Regions from separate parts of the Bicyclus anynana genome. Here region 1 is linked to region 2. A link is a contact called in public Hi-C data. All regions are on one chromosome and are shown on one strand. The core of a region is the stretch at or near the end of the contact, and the rest is flanking DNA. Distances in the headings are between cores, read along the strand shown. Region 1 overlaps LOC112057974 (dystroglycan 1). Region 2 overlaps LOC112057974 (dystroglycan 1).

Region 1 (2,700 bases), core at 40-2,539, 50 kb after region 2:
ACACTGAGCTCGGATACCTATAGTGACTCCGTATCATCATATCATATTTAGTTCCTATCACAATCTGTTCTTTTCTGCATATTACTTTTACAAAATAATGTCAATGTTTCACATCTGCCAGGGGTCCCGTGACGACTCACATTTTCTATTATGTCTAGAGTATTGTTGGTCCACTATATTTAATTTTAAATAACTTTTTCCAGGTGGAATTGACAGCGAATCATTCAGAAATAGCTAAGAATGGCCTAAGAAGACTATGGGGTGTTCCTGACACATCGGCCTACGTGGGACACTTGTTTAGAATGGAAATCCCCAAAGAAGCTTTTTCTGGGGAGGTGTTAGCATATAAGGTAAGGTTTACGTCATTTACAACTAACTAGCTTTTGGAAAATATATGCTTACTTACCGTCTTAGGTAGTCGTAAGTCACGGATTAAGGATTTCGGAATGAGACAGTTACGCAAAATTAAAAGCCTCCTTATTTTCAACATCACATTAGGTAGGTACTATGAGTATGAAATTATTATGCCAGTCGTCCACTAAGCCGCATCGTACGTATCGGACGCAACGCGTCAAACGAATTTCTAATCTTACAACAGATATAATCCGTTCGATGCGATCCGTACGATGCGGATCTGTGGAACTCGCCCTACAATAGACTGCCCTGCATGACAATTTGTGGCATAGGCGATAACATCATGTCCCTATGATATAAACACCATTTTTTTTGCGCACTACAAAAAGTATCACCCTGTATATTATCAGTTAAGCTTCGCTTTGATAATTACGCAACCATACAATCGGAAAAAAGCTATCAACGACAAACAGAGTTTTTCATCATCATCATCATATCAGCCGATGGACGTCCACTGCAGGACATAGGCCTTTTGTAGGGACTTACATACAACACGATACTGAGCCACCTTGCATCCAGCGAATCCCTGCGACTCGCTTGATGTCGTCAGTCCACCTGGTGGGGGGTCGACCAACACTGCGCATACTAGTGCGGGGTCGTCATTCCATCACTTTGGGACCCCAACGTCCATCGGCTCTTCGAACTATGCGCCCCCCCGCAGCTTCGCAACTCGTTGAGCTGACTGACTTTGGTTCTTCTGCTGATCTTCTCATTTCTGATTCGATCACGCAGAGATACTCCTAACATAGCTCGTTCCATCGCTCGCTGTGTGACTCTGAGCCTTCTTATGAGGCCCATAGTTAGATTATGCGATATGTTGCAGGTCCGAAGTCAAGACGGTCACCGTCTGCCGAGCTGGCTGGCGGTGGACACGAAGCACGGGCTGGTGAGCGGCGTGCCGCAGAAGCACGACATCGGCGCACACGCCTTCACCGTCATAGCGCACGGGCGCACGCGCGGCCTCACCGCCACCGACTCCTTTACTGTTGAAGTAATTCGTTTGTTAATTTTTTGTGAATCATTATCGTCGTCATTGCCATCGTCATCATCATCATCACCATCACCATCACCATCATCATCATCATCATCATCATCATCATCATCATCATCATCATCATCATCATCATCATCATCATCATCATCATTATCGTCATCATCGTCATCATCATCACCATCATCATCATCATCATCATCGTCATCATCATCATCATCATCATCATCATCATCACCATCATCATTGTCAGCATCAGCAATAGCAACGGCAGCAGCATACTCACCTGTTGTTCCAGTGATTTGTCTTTGTGGGTATAAAATATGAGATACTGGATTAGAATCCTGGGTCGAGCTACGAACTATTAGGCTTTTCGAGAGAAAAATCAATAACAGCCCGGTGCTAGGAAGTGCATCCACTACGATAACCCAGTATTGGTTGGCAGGCTGGCAGGCTTACGTTGATAATGTTTTATTCTGCAACAATCACTATAGAGCATTATTATCAATAAATGATTCTGTTTTGTCAGCATTTCAGAAAATAAAAGAATCTATCTACACTATAATAAAAGAAGGGAGACCGATTATCCGTGCACTTGACATTAACTTTACTGAAATGATCTTTGTGTGTTTAATATCACACGTAGATTGGACGAAATTTAAAAGACAAGCGTACTTTGCTTATATAAAACAAAAACAACACACGTGCTGAAAACGGCAATAAATAAACAAATTGTTTACAGAACAGTTCAAAATTGTACCACCAACAATAGTCTCACGGGCCATTTGTTCTTTCACGAACGCATAACATTGTTTGAACAAGTGAAAAATTCGCCGGTCGAATAGTTCAACGTGTTGATATAACGGCTCGTAGAACTGTATCAACAAAACAATGCATTCGCGGGAATCGAGCGCGGAATAATTCATTGTCTTATCGAGAACACAATGTTGCCAGTGTAAATATTAGTATCCCGATTATAATTTAGAACTCGTAACTAATGTTAATAAATAAAAATATCTGGACAATACACATATGAGTATCTATACTAATATATTGGTTGTTTGTTTTAATAATTAATTGAAAAATGATTTCACCATTCATCATCATCATCATCATCAACAGCCGATGGACGTCCACTGCTGGACTCTTGCATGGACTTCCAAACAAAACAGTATCGACCTGCAACCCGCTTGATATCCTCGGTCCACCTAGTATATCACCATTATAATCCTACATTATCCCTGATGAATATAGGCTATATTTATCCTGTATTCATACGGGAACTATGCTGTTGT
Region 2 (2,761 bases), core at 149-2,648:
ACCATCTTCGTTCCTGCTGCCCTATTCACTGACTGGTCAATATCCACTCAGTTGCCTTGTGAAACTTGCGAACTTGCGAAAAATACGGTTGTTATTGATTTGATATTAATTTAGGTTGTCCTATTCACTAACTAGATATAGACCTAGTTAGTGAATAGTTAGTGTCCTATTCACTAACTAGATCTATATCTAGTTTGTGAATAGGTCAATTGGGCTTTTTCCGCACTAAGTCATTATCTACACTAATATTAAAAAGCTGAAGAGTTTGTTTGGTTGAACGCTCTAATCTCAGGAGAGGTCCGATTTGAAATATTATTTCAGTGTCAGATAGTCCATTTATCGAGGAAGGCTATATATTATCCCCGTATTCCTACAAGAACGGAAACCACGTAGGCTAAACCGCGCGGCTTCAGCTAAATAGTCGACTTTAGGTTTAGTATAGGGGATCTGGGGATCTTAAGTAAATCTTAGATTAGATCAGACAGTAACCAGTTTTAGCTATATATGTATTGTTTGTTTAAACTTTCGTTGCTTACAATGCCACTAAATGAAATTAAGACAACTAGGCATTTTTTTCGGCTCAGTTTCGACGCGCTATAGACATATCTAATAGTATAAAATCTTTGGTTATAACATAAAATTTAAAGTTTTGAAAAACCCTCGAATGACATTAAATTATTAATTACATTCTCGATCAAGTCGTAATTATTATCTTTTAGTGCGCTTTCATTTGAGACCCCACTTGATATATATTTACAGACATTCGGTTGTTCTTCCCCACTCCCCATAACTTTTAAACGGCTCAACCGATTTTCATCAAACATGTCTAGGAACACACGCGCGTGAGTCACCTTTACTACAAAAATCGGTTGTCTGTAAAGGTTTACTGACGATAGATGAACGTAACAACGTCATAAGAAAATACTGATGGAATGGTTGCATTTTTTCAAGAGAAAAATATTCGTTTTTCTAAAATACTGTTTAATAATCTTCATAGACCAGAATATACTTTATTTCTTGTAAATAGTTGGCAACCCTAGAGCGACGGAACGACGCATGACGTTATATTTTTTCGGGTGTGCAACTGGCTTCATCGAATTATAAGACGTTGTCATGTCAAAAAATACTAAATAGAAATCGCTTTATCCGTTCGGGAGCTATGGTGCCACAGACATACAGACAGACAGACACGTCAAACTCATAACACGCCTCTTTTTGCGTCAGGGGTTAACGAAAACGTTCCAAACATTAGACCATTTTTTAACATCAGATGGATACTAAAACGTCTCCCGAGGCAGGAAACAGTCTGGCTAAATTACCTAGACACTATACGAGACGTACTCATTGTTGGCACTACAAACGTACCAAACTACGCACTCGGCGTGAGGGGGCGACACAACACCGAAACAGACCCTTTGACATGTATAGAGATCCACGAAAGCACCTGCAAGCTCATTACAATGTGGACTTTAATTTTAAGCCCTAAGGGTTATGTTTGTACGCGTGTACACCTTCCAACAGCTTTGTCGTTTCTGTAAGTGATTTTAAGAGTCTCATTGTCGCGACTTGCGTCTCCTACGCGGTAGATGTCGTAGTGTTTATTTTTTTTTGTTGTTGAATCTTGTATGTAAATGTGTTCTTAAAATGATCATCTAATAATTCCATAAATAGTTTTTTTTTAATTTTAATTATAATTGTATAAGCCTGTTTCCGAGTTTATGTTATGTATTAGACACAACAAAGACGTAATATAAGTTTCTTTCAGAAGTACTAAAATTGTAATAAAAAATAGGTAAGTACGTAACGGTAAAATAGCTTTTTCAGAGAAATTCATCACAAACACACAACAACCTGGTTGCCTGGAAGAAATCGCTACATAGCGATAAGGCCGCCTTTTGTATTCTACTTCTGTACTATTTTTTTCTGTCTTATTATTTGTTTTTTCTTATGTTGTGGTGTACAAATAAAGTATAAATAAATAAACCTGACAAACGAACAACCTGACTCGATATTTTTTATACATAATGCCACTTACCATCCGATAAGCCCACATGCCTGCAGTGCTACTAGCTCGACGTCCGATAAAACTGATATTATGTCGATCGCGATCGGCCTATCGCGACCAACACACGATCAGTTTTATCGGCTGTCAAGCCGTTAGCGCTGCAAGCAAGTAAGCTTACTTGATCATCAGTGGCTGACATTAGATTTTATGCGCGCTGCGTGGGTATTTTTATTTAATTAAATGTATTGATAATCACGCAAGTTAAGACGTAGAGGTTTTCTATTAAGAGATAAGGTAAAGTCAACGACCGCGGTTGCGTTTGTATCAATGTAATTTATATTTCTCATTTCAATATATAAAAAACAACGACAAATGTATTACGCTTACTGCATCTTGACATGCAAACAATTGCAATGATGTATTATTTTTTTATTTACGACTACATTGTAATTAATTAGCTAATTACTTAGTACGTCAGTACTTAATTTTATTTAATTGTACCTTAGTCACCTAAAGTCTGTGGTGTGTATAATTAGTTATTTTGATTGGAATAACGTAATATGGTCCATCATAATCATAGTCTTTAATATAGTAATATTTTGCTAGCATTCGTCCTACAATACGCCGACCTGCGTCAAAGGCATAGGTGTAAAGTGTTAACCCTCATATGCTTAAAATTTCATCGGTAAACCGGACTCAAGGCTAGAGCATTTTGCCGCTCTTACCAAAAATAAGTTAATGTTTAAATCACATGTC

What was found. A called contact is a pair of places that touch in the nucleus more often than the background predicts.
Region 1: a contact with region 2 is called in a Hi-C map of whole body, with 1.8 times the contacts expected there. The contact joins two enhancer-like sites. A contact is called at or near these places in 2 of 2 Hi-C or Micro-C datasets (whole body and whole larva).

The regions. Positions count from the first base shown.
Region 1 is chr20:9,359,567-9,362,266 of ilBicAnyn1.1, forward strand. LOC112057974 (dystroglycan 1) reads left to right here. Exons shown (of 20, transcript XM_052887874.1): 5 at 204-350; 6 at 1,238-1,405. Among protein-coding and RNA genes, the nearest start is that of LOC112057975, 31 kb to the right of the region's middle. Within about 2 kb of position 1,290, at least 2 of the 8 cell types and tissues checked have open chromatin away from gene starts, as enhancers often do.
Region 2 is chr20:9,309,278-9,312,038 of ilBicAnyn1.1, forward strand. The region is part of intron 2 of LOC112057974 (dystroglycan 1); the gene reads left to right. Among protein-coding and RNA genes, the nearest start is that of LOC112057975, 81 kb to the right of the region's middle. Within about 2 kb of position 1,399, at least 8 of the 8 cell types and tissues checked have open chromatin away from gene starts, as enhancers often do.